Regions from separate parts of the Mus musculus genome. Here region 1 is linked to region 2. The links are chromatin contacts, called in public Hi-C maps. All regions are on one chromosome and are shown on one strand. Each heading gives the region's core, a stretch centred on a gene start, on an enhancer-like site or on the middle of the called end of the contact. The rest is flanking DNA. Distances are from core to core; before and after follow the strand shown.

What was found. Hi-C and Micro-C count contacts between places; a contact is called where the count stands out from the background.
Region 1: a Hi-C map of the G1E-ER4 cell line shows a contact between it and region 2, with 3 times the contacts expected there. The contact joins two enhancer-like sites. A contact is called at or near these places in 1 of 15 datasets of contacts at CTCF or cohesin (large pre-B cells), 12 of 484 Hi-C or Micro-C datasets (B cells, the C10 cell line, ECoMG myeloid progenitors and 9 more) and 6 of 115 datasets of contacts at active chromatin or transcription factors (CD8 T cells, the HPC-7 cell line, Th2 cells and 3 more).

The regions. Positions count from the first base shown.
Region 1 is chr2:3,653,333-3,656,072 of GRCm38.p6, forward strand. The region is part of intron 2 of LOC108168726; the gene reads left to right. Among named protein-coding and RNA genes, the nearest start is that of Fam107b, 59 kb to the right of the region's middle. Within about 2 kb of position 1,474, at least 8 of the 459 cell types and tissues checked have an H3K27ac peak or open chromatin away from gene starts, as enhancers often do. A contact at or near this core is called in the G1E-ER4 cell line, where this site is marked.
Region 2 is chr2:3,545,010-3,547,959 of GRCm38.p6, forward strand. No RefSeq gene overlaps it. Among named protein-coding and RNA genes, the nearest start is that of Cdnf, 33 kb to the left of the region's middle. Within about 2 kb of position 1,347, at least 12 of the 459 cell types and tissues checked have an H3K27ac peak or open chromatin away from gene starts, as enhancers often do. A contact at or near this core is called in the G1E-ER4 cell line, where this site is marked.

The sequences.
Region 1 (2,740 bases), core at 224-2,723, 110 kb after region 2:
CACATACATGCACATGAAACAAAGAAAAGTCAAAACAACAGCAAAAATATCAAAGTGGATGGTATCTGAGGGCTTACAACTCCAGGTTGTCTTCTGATTGGCACGTGTGTGCCTTCAGGCACTCCTATACACACACAAAAAAATGCACATGCTTGCACATGTGTGCACATACATGAGCACATGCACACATGCTCAAGAGTAGAGGACAACTGGAACTCTCAAGGGATGACATGACCAACTGGGGTATTCAGGATTTTTTCTCAGAGAACATGATATATGAAGCAGGCTACAAAGATGGATATAGAATTCGTTTGTCAAGAGATATACATTATTAGCCGGGGCATTAATAACGTGAAAACCAATTACTTTAATCGATATTACTCACAGTGATATCTACTTGGAGATCAGACCTTTTCTTGGACTGATGACCTAATCCTTAGGTGTCTGTTACTATATCTGGCCTTGAGATCTATAGTCTATATGTGTAGGGGCCGCCTGGGAAGCAATGGCAGTTCTGTGTGTGTGTGTGTGTGTGTGTGTGTGTGTTTAATCCTAATTACTGTCATTGTTCTCTGTTTTCAACAGTGCTTATGCTCACTTGAAGGGTTTCTTGACTGTAGTAGACAGAACCCCAGTGCCTACCTAGAAGCAGGTGTCATTTCCCTGAGCTTCCATGGACATCTAGCTAGCACACAGGTGTCCCCTTATATAATATCTGTTTCTCAGAGATGCATTGCTCAGTGCTATCCACTGCTGCTCCCTTTCAGCAAGGGGAACATGGAGCGGGGCTTGCAGGTAGATAACTGATTACTCTTACCTCCAGCCAGCTCTTCTTATGCCCCTTCCTCTTTGCTGGTCTTTCTCCCAGTATACTTAGCCACCACATGATCATCAACATCTTGAAACTAGAGCAGCTGGGAGCACATCAGTGTGGTGTAGTCTTCTCACAAGACCCTCTCTTGTGGGAACATATATGCTCCTCAGAGTAGAAAGGAGACCACGAGAGGAGAAACTCTTAAGGAAGAAAGGGAAAGAGAGGGTAATTGAGTCCATGCCATGTTAACCTGGAAGCGGAGAGTGTCTTCGAGAAGAAAGAAACAAGCCAGAGAAAGGCAGAGAGCCTAAGGCGAAAGGCAACAGAGGGCAGGGACAAAGGAGAACAAAGAGAACAAAGCATAATGAGCCACGTGTATGGAGATGCCGCAATGAAACACATAGGCTGGCTTAAAAATTAATAAATAAATACATCCCCTTGTTGAAGGATGGAGGGCACATGATGCCCCTCCACAACACTTAGCAAGGTGGGTAGACTCTTACTTAGGTTTCCTATCATTGCCCATATGCTGACCATGCTTTTGTGAATCCCCATTCCCCTGCTTCTGTAAGCAATTCCAACTAAACTCACTGGTTCACCAAGCTTGCCTGGAACAGAGTCTTTTGCTGGTGCCTTATTTCTGAAGCACAACCACATATCACCTCCTCCTCCTCAGTGTTTGGCTCCTAGCTTTTTGAACAGCAAAGGGTGGGCTGTCAGGCACACAGCCATTACTACAGTGGGATTTTAAATTTCAAAATTACCCAGAGAATGAAAACCTATGGAAGCTATTTTTAATATCAGCACATAGGCAAAGAAGGGTGGGTGGAATGGAGGGTGAGTAGGGGAGACACTGTTGGAGGTAATTCTGTCACGTGGCCATACCTTTCTTTACCCCAGCACAGGAATACCAAAATTCACGGACAAACACACCAAAGGCTCCATTAGGCTGTGTGCTTCCTGAGAGCAGTGGACTGTGTCTTAGTTAGGGTTTCATCGCTATGAAGGAACACCATGACCATGAAAACTCTTACAAAAGAAAACATTTAACTGGGGCTCTGCTTAGAGTTTCAGAGGAATATTCCATTGTCACCATGGCAGGAAGTATGGCAACATTGATGCAGACATGGAGCTTGAGGAGCCGAGGGTTTTACATCTTCATCTGCAGGCTGCAGAAGGGGACCATGTGCCACAGTAGGGCAAGTAGCACAAACATATGAGGACTCAAAGCCTGCTCCCACAGTGACGCACTTTCTCCAACAAGGCCACACCTACTTCAACAAGGCCACACCTCCTAATACTGCCACTCCCCGTGGGCCAAGTACCACACACACACATACACATACACACACACACACACACACACGGACACGGACACGGACACGGACACGGACACAAGAGTCTGTGGGAGTCAAAGCCATTCAAACCACTGCAGACTGCATCGGTTCAAAGATGAAGCCAGAGCCAAGGGAGATTGAGCTCAGTGAGCAAAGTGTTTGCTGTGCAAGCTTGAGGACCTGAGTTTGAATGCCCACACCTACACCAACGGCCAGCATGCCAGCAAGTGTCAGTTGGAAGCTGAGCCAAGCATATCTCATGGGCTGGTTGGTCATCCAGCCCAGCTGAAATGGCCAGTTCTAAGTTCTCTGCAAGACTCCATCTCAAAAAAATGAAGTAGACAAGTTGTCAATGCAGACCTACTGATGTCAACCTCTAGCTTGCACTGCCCCCCCCCAATCCCTCACAACATGGGCAAGCACACTCACTTCACACAAATACGCCCCTCACATGCTTGCATGCACATAACTTTTAAAAAGAAGGGAAAAATGAAGTCAGATTCTCCGTGGGAAGGTGAAATTTCAAAGATGCATCACATCTATTAGACAGAGTACTCAGTGTGAAAATAAAGGGAAGGATGTAAGATCG
Region 2 (2,950 bases), core at 97-2,596:
TATCTGTATTCCCAGACTCCCACACTTGGAGGCAATGCTACCTTATTTAAGTATATGTGCCTATATATGATATAGAATGTATATTTTAACTATGTAGATATTTTAAAGTCTCAACAAGAAGCCATATACTGTCTTCTTCTTCCCCTTCCCCTTCCTCTTCTCTTTCTCTTCCTCTTATTTTTTTCTTCTTCTAACACTATCATGTTACTTTTAGAAATTTTGGAGTGTTTTACTTGTTGAAGTGTGAGCTTTGATGAATTCTATGTAAATGGCTGACTGGAGAGTATCTAGAGAAAACAGAATCTCAGGGAGAAGTGCTTGGATATTCACCCATTCTAAGCTGATCTGTCTAGTGGAACCAGATGTTCAGACTGGCCACTCTTTATTCATACAATGTTGGCCTTGGCCTTCACAATATCTTCTAGTATTTAGGCTGCTTTATTTCTCCAGTGCATCCCAAGAGCCTTCAGGATGAAGCTCATCTTTTTAGTGTGGCAGAGAAGGACCACTTTCCCCTCCCCTGAGGCTTACAGCCAGGATGCAACCTCTCACCTCTATACCTTTTAGCCATATGAAGGACTGGTATGTCTTAAGGGAACTGCACTTTCTTTGGCTTCTAGATTTCACTGTGTACTTCTACTTCTACATAGAATGTCCCTTCCCATCTCCATGTGTCCCTCTGTTTCTGTATAATTCATTCCTATGCATATCTTAGGACTCAGAATAAATGCCACGTAGTTTAGGAAGCTAAATGCTTCAGGGGCTATAGAAGAAGTTTTCCCAGTGTTCTCAGTGACACTGCTTCTAAAGTATACAAGCATCTGAGCCCATGCATTACCTAGCCTAAAGCCATTGATGCATCCCCTTAGGTAAGCATTTTGTCTTGTGTTGACTCCTTTGCTACCATAACCTAGATAAGCGATGTTATTAAGTTGGTATAATAACCTTCCCAATGCACAGATGGGAACATCTACTTTCAGGAAGATGGTGATGAAGGGGTTTGGGAGACAGTGAAGAGGAACTAAGAGGAATCTAATAGGTGTGGGGTACATCCTCTTGTGGCCTGTTAGCTTCTTGCTATGTGAGTCTTGAAGATCTCAGAGTAATCTCTGGTTATAACTAATTTAGATAAAGGAAGGGAAACACACAGGGAGGTTTCTGTCATCATTCTGAGCCCAGCTGTTGAAGGTGATAAGAAAGTAGTTTTAGTGAGACTGACTGATTAGTTACAATGTGTTCTAAGGGTGACTTAGAATCTCCCTAAGCCTTCATAGAGGGAAGCTCATGGAACCGCTAAGAACTGCCCCTTATGAGCTGTCCTTCAGTGATCTGACACACACAGCATGGACTGCTGGCCATTCTGAGTCACTCGTTAAACAACTGATAATTTGTATATACACTAGCATTCCACAACTTACACACACACACACACACACACACACACACACACACACACACACACACAACAATTGAGGGATGCATGTTTAAAATGAAATCATTTCATTAAGTTAATGAAATATTGGAACTCATTGATACTAGAAAAGCTTTTAGACATGTCTGATAGTAAAGATACAGCTTTAGATTTTTTGCTTTTCCTCTGAAGACACAGAAGCCAAGAGAGCAACACAGTTTGCTCAAGGACATTTTGTCATTTGGTGACAGAGCTGACACTAGAACACAAGGTCTCTGACTTTTAGCCCCCTGCATGTTTGAACACATCACCAAATCCAAGGAACAGCGCATAGTACATAGCCACCAGCAGGTGGCGGTCTGTCGAGCGGGCCAGCTGGTTTTCCCAGGTTTAGTTTCTTACTCTGTAGAAGCAGCAGGTGCAGTCTCAGTTGCTTTAGACATCTCTACAGATTTTCTCCTCTCTGAATTATCAGGGAGTACAGGACAATGCAGACAAAGAAACATCTTATCAGATAAAGGATAAGGAGAACAGATATAACAAAACAATATTTTCATCTTCTGGTTCACTGTGAATAAACATAAAAAACTGTTTTAGCTTAGTTGCTGACAAATTTTTTCTTACTTTTTTTTTTTCTTTTGGCACTACTGGGAACTGAACCTAGGATCTCATGCATTCTGGTCAAGCCCTCTCCCTGAGCTCCATCCTCAGGTGCAGTTGTGAATATCTTTTTTTTTTTTTTTTTTTTTTTTTTTTTTTTTTTGTGAATATCCTTAATACAGCACCAGCCAATTTCTTGCATAAATGAATAAGACACACAAAGCCCATTCTCTCTGAATGTGCGGCACATGCCAAAACCTGAGAGATTGATTATATGGTTTCAGTTTCTTAAAATTGCATGATTTTAAGATGCTCCTGCCTAAGGTGAAATAACAGCCTACCAGGACAATGATGAGTTTCATCAGTTCATTTTCCCCTATGTGACAGAAATTAAAATTTGCCATCTTGCCATAATGTAGGCAGTCATACATGCTGTTTGCCCCTCTGGAACAGTTTTATGTGACTCTTGCTCCACTGTGCATCTCAGGAAGCTGACCTTTGCGGGCTGTACCTACTGGATTCCTTTATCTGGTTCCTTGTTTGGCTTGAGCAATGAGGGGGCAGCAGTTGACCAGTAAGCAGCCAGTCAGTCAGCAGCCTGCTTCCAGAGTTCCAGCTTTCTGTCTCTCTCTTTGTACCCTGCTCTTTCCTCTCTCTTTCTGCATAATGTACATGTATGTATTTATGCATGTGTGCATAGTCATGTGCTATGGCATACAAGTGGGTATCAAAAGACAACCTCCAGTGTCAACTTCTGCCTTGTTTGTGGCAGGGTCTCTTCTTCACAGCTGGCAATGTTAGGTGGCTCACAGGTTCTGGGGCTCCTCCTGTCCCCACCTCCTATCTTGCCGTAGGAATGGTAGGATTATGGACACACACCATTGCATCTAAATATTCCTGGGCTCTTGTGATCTAAACTCAGATCCCCACATTTGTGCA